Regions from separate parts of the Danio rerio genome. Here regions 1 and 2 are each linked to region 3. Evidence: chromatin contacts called from public Hi-C and HiCAR-type data. All regions are on one chromosome and are shown on one strand. Each heading gives the region's core, a stretch centred on a gene start, on an enhancer-like site or on the middle of the called end of the contact. The rest is flanking DNA. Distances are from core to core; before and after follow the strand shown. Region 1 overlaps copz2 (COPI coat complex subunit zeta 2). Region 2 holds the start of cbx1a (chromobox homolog 1a (HP1 beta homolog Drosophila)). Region 3 holds the start of hoxb8a (homeobox B8a).

Region 1 (3,487 bases), core at 822-3,321, 430 kb before region 3:
AACTTTAACAGTTATATTTTTGTCATAAAATGTATTATAATCAATATTAACCTAACTGCAGTTTAATTTAATCATCTAACAGTTGAAATGAACAAACTTAGTGTTAATAATATCAGTGTTTTTATAATTAGAGCTGACTGTTAGAAAGCTATGGGTTTTACATAAGAATGTAATTTCATTTTTTTATTATATATATATATATATATATATATATATATATATATATATATATATATATATATATATATATATATATATATATATATATATATATATATATATATATATATATATACTGTTGCTTTTGTATATAAAGAAGTAAGTAGAATGGTGAAGGCACATCGATAGGCTATGGGTCAGGTAGCTTATATGCATAAACTAAACACAAGAAGTGGGAGATGAAAGGGAAAAAGCTAACGGCAAGAGAACAAACACAGATATGAAAAGGCTGTAAGAATGTAACCAGTCAGCACCAGAGCTTATCAACCTACACATCTGTTCACGACACATCCCTCTATCCAGTACTGCTATCTCTGTTAGCATGTTTCACAATTGTTTGTAGCCGAAATAAATACAAAAATAAAACGACGTTATAAAAATAAAACGGTCATGACATCCACTATGTGGAAGCTTCAAACTCATAGCCTATAGAAACATAGATCTGCCTATGAAGATATTTCTGAGATAATAGTCTAACATAATTTAGTATCTTTATTGTCTTTATATATATATATATATATATATATATATATATATATATATATATATATATATATATATATATATATATATATATATATATATATGCGATTGGAAATAGGCTTATTATGATTAATTTAATTTCCTCCGTTTAAAGCATTATGCTTATAAACAGATGATTACCATGCCACAATTTTTTTTGCATATTTGTTTTGGTTTTTTTCTAACACCGCATGCACTTTACCCATTTTTTAAATAATGAAATTATTATATAAACAAGCAGGAATCTACTGCTTCCCCAGCGATTTCACCTCAAATAATTCAATGCTATATGCTCCAACAATTTTTTTTCAACACAACCAACTTTAATTCATTTTATTTTTTTCTTTAATTTGGAAATTATTTTCCCTTTACTAATTATCAGCTAGGCTATTATTAAGCTATAGGCCTATTCATCACCTTTATCATTACACCACGTATTGCCACATATTACAGAATAGGTGGTTAACTACTATATAAACAATGATGTTAAAAATACTGATTTTGTAAATTGTTAACGGTATCAAACTTGTAATCAGTATAGCCTAATGTATCGGCTAAATCATTATTCGTTATTATTTTAATCGTAAAGCCTACACTTTAAAATATTCTTAAATTAGCAGTTTTGCGTATTTTAAGATTCCTGTTTTTCTCCATTTATTTATGCTTTTGAATTGCATTATGTGAGCTTTAGCTTTCTTTCAGCAACTTTTAACATTGAAAAGTTCGAAAATGTAACTTTTAAGAAAAGTGTTACTTTGTTGTAACAGTGTAGCTCTTGTTGACTCTAAAACTGTTCGTTGACAGATATTTGTTACAGTGTCGCTCTACTTGACTTAATAATTTGTCAGATATTTGTTAAAGTGTCGCTCTTGACTAAATAATTGTAATTTATTTGTTACAGTGTCGCTCTTGTATATTCTAAAATTTCAAAAAAGAAAAAAATGAAATGCCCTCTTTGAAAATTTAAATGTACAAAATGTAGCCCAATTAAAACGACTATTTGATTAATGTTAGTCGGTTGCTATTAAAACTATAATAACTATTAACCTTGTCTGTAGCTTGTTTTAAACAGAAAATAACCCATATATCTATTACAAGACTTTAAATAAATACAACTAGTTCTACTTGATCTGGATAAATAATCAGTGCAGATCTGCTTCGACAGGCACCGACTGTCTGTATTGATGAATTCCGAACAGAAAGAGTTAAATATGATTGGCTACTGAACGCTCCTGTTTAAAACCATATTTTATAAGTCTCCACCCACCTTTATGGATTGTGACCAATCACTTTTTGAAGACTCAACAGTAGACGCCCATTCATTTGGTCATGGAGGTGGAGACTCGGCTTTGAAAATGTCATTGGCCCTCAGTGACCAATGACAGACCTAGCCACACCCTCTCGAGATTAACACTAAATATATGAAAATCTATGCAGAATATTAATGAGGGAACAATATGATTGGTTCACAGTAACTATTCTCTCACCAATACCCAGACAGCACACATACGTTGGGCCGACGTCGGCCGAAGGTCAACACGTCGGCCCCTTTAATTCTAAAACAAGCAGCAAAGCTGTCGGGCTTGTAGTACAAACTCAAATAGACACAAAGGACCAAACAAATGCTATAAAACACATTTATTAGTTTGTAATAACACTTTCGTTCACAATAAGTTTCCAGAAACCATGGTTTAAAGAAAATAAACAAATCCAGGGCATATAAATAGTTTATTTCACTAGAGAAAATTCTAGCAAATATTCTTGTTTTTATGCAAATGTTTTGTCAGTTTGTATCGCCAAAGACTTTTATTTTACTTAAAATGCCATATACTTTAATTTTTTCATAACTGTATTACACGTAGGCTAGTGTTTTCACTGAAAAACGCCCTAGTTGCCTTAATTTTTAAGTTGAATCAAATTAACCGTGTGAGTTTGAACTTGTATTATGTTAAACTGACCTAAACAGCTTGCGTAACGTATAAAATTTAGTTAGAACATGATTAACTTAGTTTAATAAGTTAGAACAAACTAAAAACATTTGCTGTCAGGACTAATTGATCATATATTTTTTACAGTGTTGCCTTAAATATTACAATGGAGTATATAGCTAATAATAATTCATTCATTTTCTTGTCTTAAGTCCCTTTAATAATCCGGGGTCGCGACAGCGGAATGAACCGCCAACTTATCCAGCACGTTTTTACGCAGCGGATGCCCTTCCAGTCGCAACCCATCTCTGGGAAACATCCACACACAAACCCCCACACACACACACACACACCCACACACACACACACACACACACACACACACACACACACACACACACACACACACACACACACACACGCACGCAATTTAGCCTACCCAATTCACCTGTACCGCATGTCTTTGGACTGTGGGGAACCTGGAGCACCCGAAGGAAACCCAGGCGAACGCAGGGAGAACATGCAAACTCCACACAGAAACGCCAACTGAGACGAGGTTCGACCCAGCGACCTTCTTACTGTGAGACGACAGCACTACCTACTGGGCCACTGCATCGCCATGATGATGATGATGATGATGATGATAATAATAATAATAATAATAATAATAATAATAATAATAATAATAATAATAATAATAATAATGCTTCTAGTAAATTTTTAATATTGCCTGTTTCTCATTTTAAGAAAAATTGCTAATATTAAGGTTGTAGGCAGAACTCTGATTTGTGTATAACATTTTTGACAAAAGGTAAAAG
Region 2 (3,042 bases), core at 464-2,963, 370 kb before region 3:
CAACGTCTATGGAGTGGCACAGTAAATTTGACTTTATTTTCTCCTCTGGCTGCCGTCATCAGTCTCACTATTTTATTTCTTTTTCTGAAAGTCTTGATAACACCGTTGTGGCATTTTCTTTCTTTATTTCAGCAAATAGATTTGTAAAAAAATATTTGTTGTACTCTCTCATTTACGACATTCTAAGTTTACCCAGCTATGACGATTTCTGCTTCTGAAAAACCCCGAAAATGTGATAAGCGTCTATAACAGTCTAATAAAAACATTATAAAACATGATAATCAACAATATTTTGCACTAATATGCTGTCTAGGATGTGCCATTCTAAGATTTTTCTAGAGATTTCAGATAATCCTAATTAATCAACAGATACATGTACATATAGACAGAGAAATATAGACCTAAAACAACAACAGGCTCCCATGTTATGATTGTTAAATAAAACAATCTAAATAATTCCATCTCTGTCTGTTTTGCATAAGACCTGCAGAGTAAAAGTAAACACCCATGTAGTCATCATGGTTCATATTTTAACTTTACATTCATTTTAAACACTACTGCTAAGCATCAGCAACGTATATACATAACTACTTTATTTCAACTCATAAACAGTGTCAGGACCGCGAAATTTAAAAGAATAATTTATTTAAAATTGAAAATTATAATTTAATCACGCTTTACTCGTTCCTAACCAGTTTGACTTTCCTTTGTTGAACACAAAAGATGATAATTCGAAAAAAAGCAGGAAACATGTAACCATTAAGGTTAATACTATTTTTGTTTTTCCAACTATGGAAGTGAAAGGTTACGTGCTTTAACCAAAAAGAAACTTAAAAAAATACACGAGTGAGTAAATTTTCACGCTTGGAGTTATCCCTTTAACTCCATCGACGTGCACGCGCAGACAAGGTACTAGAATTTTCCAGTCCTTTTTCCTGCTGACACGAGTTGGTGAGGTAAAATATTCAAATATGATGTGTAATGTTACGGTGAACGCCACATAGATTTCTTTTTAAAAGTGTGTTTCCGAGATAACGTTACAGTAGTTTCTGAACGGCGCACGTGCACGAGGAAGGCGTTTCTGTCTAGCACGGATCCGAGCCAGGAGGTTGACTCTATAACACTCACAATTTAGGTCCAAAGGGTATGACACCGACGACATTATTACTGGCTTGAAAATACATGCATAAAACGCTCCAATGCACAACAAATCTAACTTTATAAATCTAAAAATAACGTTACTCCTAATATACGCGACACCGACTAACTAGCCTTGTGGCTAATGTTGCAAAAGCATGGTAGCTCACTTCTCCATGTTGACCTGGATTCGACTAAAACAAATGATAAACATTCATCAAAATACGACTAAAATTGTATTTTAAAACAACACTGCATAAAACACTCAAAACATCCACCTGTTAGTAACAAAATCGCATTTCTTGAAACACAATCAGTCCTGCAGTTGTTTTTACAATCTGCACGCAGCGCCACTTACCTGTGTATTACTGAATTAACGGCGAAAAACGCCAAAATGGGTGGTTTAGTGCAGCTAGACCGGGTTTAAATCTCGACAAACTTTAAAATCTGTCGACTGGGGGTAGAGTTTGTTTTTATTTTACCGAGCCTCCTTGGTTGAGCAGACAAAAGGTAACGCTACACGAAAGGCTCCAGCAACCCGCCAATTCGACCGAACGTGCATGGGTACGTACTACAATGGTGCATGCTGGGTGCTGTAGTTTACGTGAGTACTACAAAAATGAAATCGCATGGAACACTCTTGAGGAGGTTTCTTTGCGAAAAAAACGAAAACTTTGTGTAACCACCACAAAGCATATTCCTATACATAGGCCTATATGGTTCTTTACCTAATAGTAGCATAGACACAGGGGTGAATTTAACCCATAAAGAAAGTTAAGCCCCAGGAAATCTGAGGGCCCCACCATAATACCTAGAAGTATAAATTATACTATAAATTATATATAACATAGTTTCCTATCATATTTTGTACGGTGATCTCATTTTTAGTCAATTTAGCATAATATAAGTTCAGTGGACTCATAAGGTTAATTTGTTTCAGTTTAAAAATTTAAGGCAACCAAGATTTCTTTACAGTGTAGTTGTGAATTCATCTTAATACACGAATCGTTTCAAAAGTTTTACAAGGTGTGTTACATGTTATTATTATTATTTAGCATGAAGATAAAATGTAGAAAAGGATATCAAATGATATAAGAAAAAACAGCAAAAAATAATTAAAAAAATATTAAGTACAAAAGGTGCATGTAAGAACTTGGGCCGCTTGGCTGGAATTGCGTAGGCCTCCAAAATCACTAAATCTGCCCCTGTATAGACGTATACAATTTTAAAAACAACCATAGGCTTGTTGTTCAGAACCCAAATGCATTCTGTATCAATATAATACTTAAATGCTTCAATCCATTTACCCTCATAATGCATATATATATATATATATATATATATATATATATATATATATATATATATATATATATATATATATTCACATTCAGAGACCTTAACTAAAATCTTTAGCTATCTGCAAGTTTAAAAAATTATCATTTTAATTTTTTTAATCGATCACAAGTCAGTTACATGGTTTATGCTTTGTAATGCAACACTTGAACACTTTATCTAAAGAGGTAACAATTATATATATAATTTGAGAAACTGAATAATCTGAGATTTAAGCCATCAGTATGTATAATACAATTTGCTGAAATTAGAAGACCTTGGCAATATGTGCTGAAAAGCAAGAGTGGAAAACCTAAAAAGCTTTAAGAGAAGATCCATATTGACCTTATTCTTCAAAGCGGAAGTGCTCTCGTTTTTGTGATTGTTTTAGAACTTCTGATTTGGATGCCTATGGGAGAAACGACTAGTAATAATAAACGGCAGAAAACAATCCAACTACTTGCTCTACAAACAAGTGTTAGCATGACTATACAGACAAAGCAGAATACTATAAAAATAAAATAACAGTTTGCAACATCAAGGAGCAAAACAAGCTGTTTTTAACGTCTA
Region 3 (3,212 bases), core at 272-2,771:
CAAAATGCGCCAAATCACAATTTTGGAATCAAATATCTTAATATATGTAACCCAAAAAGTCCACAAAGGTTGCATGCTTGCATGAACATCTGCAATTCGTAATGGTGTTGCATTATTAGTTTATGAGTAGGCTTTTATTGTACAATGCAGACTCCCCACAGTCTTACACAGTGATTATTCTAAAAGCTCCACCATTACAAATATAAGTAGGCCTATACCACAGCACTAATACACAATAATGAGCAACACTAACCATACAGTATAGTCGTCAAAAAGCAGTATAAACTATTTCACAGGATCAAATGATTAGGCACAGCCGTAAATGACATAATCCTTGTGAAACTGTGTAGTGAAATAAACTCGGGGGCTCACTGTAAGTCGTTAAAGGCTGCAGTAAAACTTTGACCTGGGTGAGAAGTGAGAGATCAGCTGTGGGGCAAAGTCTCACACATGGAAAGAGCAAGAAGAGAAAAGGGTTTTCTCTCGCCTTCTTCCTCTCTCCCCTGTCTTTGTATGGCAGGGTCATTAAACTGTAAAGTGATTCACAAGTTTTGAACACCATAAAACAATAAAACTGGCTATTGCCCCCCTCCTCTCGTGCACACAGGAAATGCAATTGTAAAGCTAAATTTCACAGAGATGTTTTCGAGGAGCTAACTCGATGTTCTGTCACTTCAACAAACACACACAACGCAGTTGGCTGGCTTTTCTGTCTCACCTTGAGGTCGCATCCACGGGAACAGTTGTGTGGGCGACGGACTCTGTTCTGTGTTGTCCGTCTCGTCGCCGATGCCCCCCGTGGCGAGCTTGCAGTCGCTATACTGAACCAAGTCGGCGTCTTGAGCACCGAAAAGTGTTTGCCTCTGGAGAGCATCATAACCGTAGAAGTTACCCGGCTCGCCGTGACAGGTTACCGCACATGGACTCTGCTGGTAAGGCGCAGCGGAGAGCGTGGATGCGCCGTGGTGGTAAAACTCCTGAATTTGAGGAGCATGCTGGAAAGTGGCCCCGGTGCCTGGACCATACACGACGGTGGGTCTCGTCCCTAGGTCCTGAGCAAATCCGCACTCGTAATAGTTTGGTCGTAAAGTGTCTCCACTTTTGTACTTAGTGAAGAGAGAGTTGACGAAATATGAGCTCATCTTTTACTGCTGTTGGTGGTGGTACTGATTTTGTTCAAGAGATTACGATAGAATGTCTTTATATAAGCGCAGTAGCTCACAGTTACTGAGGTAACAATGTTGCAGCAAAGCGTTGATTTCCAATTACTGGGCGGCTTGCGTGTGTATACCTTTTGTTAAAACAACTTATCTAAAGCTTCCATTGGCATGTTCCCACTGTAAAGTTCCAGCATCACAATTCCGGCGAATGGTGCCAGTTCCCGATCAGTTTTCTATGATTTACTCGGCTGCAAATGAGTAGTTTCATATTTTGCGGTGTGTTTTGATGATCATTTGCATCTTCTGTCTGATCCTCGTTCCACTATGGTTTCTCGCATCCCCACACGGACACCGCTCTGCGCGATTCTGATATGAAGGGAGTGAGAGAATGAAAAAGAGAGAAAAAGAGAAAGCGGGTGAGAGAGAGCTAAGAGGGAGCGAGCGCGAGGGAGCAGGAGAGAGAAGGGGGGCCAGGGGAGAGAGGAGGGGAGAATATGCACATTAATATGTTCAAGCGGGTAAGTTAATGAGAAATCTGCCGCTTTGCATCAGATCAAGTGCATAGCCTCCGCCCCTCCCCCAACCTCAACTTCTCTACTCCAAACCCTTTTGAAAGATTGATTTTTTTTTTTTTTTTTTTTTTTGCATAGACAACCCAAAGTGATGCATATTTAGTCCTTAATTTCCTAATCTCTAATGAAGTCGAGCCTTCTTTTTTAAATGTCAGGGTCTAGACGGCCAATTTTAAAAAGTACACGATTTAATTGGTATCAGATTAAACACATCCAATGCTCATAAGCACGTTCAATTTTACAGGAATAAGCGAACTGACTGTGGCCCGCGCGTCAAAAATAAGCGAGGTAGGCCGAGTCGTATTCAATTCTTTGACAACAATATTCTATTAATGTATTTACAGAAAGAGGGGGATGTTGAAATGGACCTGAGCGTCAGGTGTAATGGTAAATGTGGTTGTAAATGGTTTAACAAACTATAAAATGCAATAAACGCCCCTACTGTTTGTTGTTGACGTAGTGCATCAAAAAGCTGTTAGGCTTTTATGAGGTTCCACGACCAATGCTGTAAATGCTTCACTTCAAATTTTATCCATGCAAGGACTGTAAGTTCTTTAATTGTCATTTTTGTTTTGTTTTCAGTTCAGTGCGCTATAATGCTTAGCACGAGTAGATCTAACACTAGATCCGAGAAGATCCGATTAGTGAAATAAAACGTCAATACAATTTTCCAATGGCAAAAGATAGCAAAGTTAATAAACATATAAACATAAATAAATAAATAAATAAATAAATAAATAAATAAATAAATAAATAAATAAATAAATAAATAAATAAATAAATAAACGATGCTACATTTCTATAACAGCTTAAACATTGTGCGTGGTGCGTTCTGGTGAGGGTAAAATTGCAGATGTCCAATTGTTGTAATGAAACTAGATTCGTATTTAAAAATCATGCCAATATATATCTAAGTAAACATGCAAAACAAAAACGCTCACATCGAACTAAAGCCTGTTTACTTTTTTACTTTTTAAATATAGAAACACGTGCTGCATGTTTTTTACAGCTTCATTTGCTTCTGTAATAAATTACTGCAGAGCGGTTGAAAGCAATATCTCACCCAAAATCTTCACCTTTGTCTCAATGTAACAAATTCCGTTTAAGCATTGTTGACTATGTACAGTGTTAATGTTTATATTACGGGTTGATCTTTAACGAGGTAGCCGCATTTTGTTCTTTCTCGTGCATCTTTTTAAAAGGATAAAGAGTTGTTGTTATTGTTGGTGTTGATGATGATGTTGCTTTGTGTAAAGCGTGATTAGCACTTGGCTTTAGTAAACTGCATGTAAACGTTTTAGACATTGTGTTGTGAATACTTTCTTGAATATAGTTTTTTTTTCAATTACACAAATATCATATCTTTGTAAATAGTGATTCTTATACGAAATTATTAATACAATTTATATGAATATTTTAGTTACTTTTTATTTGTGCTTTGTCAGAGCAATTCAATAATCTATTGTGTTTATTTTGTTAA

Evidence for each region. Hi-C and Micro-C count contacts between places; a contact is called where the count stands out from the background. HiCAR-type assays count read pairs that join an accessible place to other places.
Region 1: a Hi-C map of embryo shows a contact between it and region 3, with 4 times the contacts expected there. The contact joins the enhancer-like site here to the promoter of hoxb8a in region 3. A contact is called at or near these places in 7 of 18 Hi-C or Micro-C datasets (caudal fin, embryo, fibroblasts and 2 more) and 1 of 4 datasets of contacts at active chromatin or transcription factors (caudal fin).
Region 2: a HiCAR-type map of caudal fin shows a contact between it and region 3, with 7 times the contacts expected there. The contact joins the promoter of cbx1a here to the promoter of hoxb8a in region 3. A contact is called at or near these places in 7 of 18 Hi-C or Micro-C datasets (embryo, fibroblasts, hematopoietic stem cells and 2 more) and 2 of 4 datasets of contacts at active chromatin or transcription factors (caudal fin and embryo).

The regions. Positions count from the first base shown.
Region 1 is chr3:22,851,490-22,854,976 of GRCz12tu, reverse strand. copz2 (COPI coat complex subunit zeta 2) reads right to left here. Exons shown (of 10, transcript NM_131507.2): 10 at 2,366-3,487. Among named protein-coding and RNA genes, the nearest start is that of dre-mir-152, 16 kb to the right of the region's middle. Within about 2 kb of position 2,071, at least 44 of the 62 cell types and tissues checked have an H3K27ac peak or open chromatin away from gene starts, as enhancers often do.
Region 2 is chr3:22,800,230-22,803,271 of GRCz12tu, reverse strand. It overlaps cbx1a (chromobox homolog 1a (HP1 beta homolog Drosophila)), which reads right to left and starts at 1,713. Exons shown (of 6, transcript NM_199746.2): 1 at 1,496-1,713.
Region 3 is chr3:22,426,150-22,429,361 of GRCz12tu, reverse strand. hoxb8a (homeobox B8a) reads right to left here and starts at 1,521. Exons shown (of 2, transcript NM_131120.1): 1 at 719-1,521. The coding sequence starts at 1,142.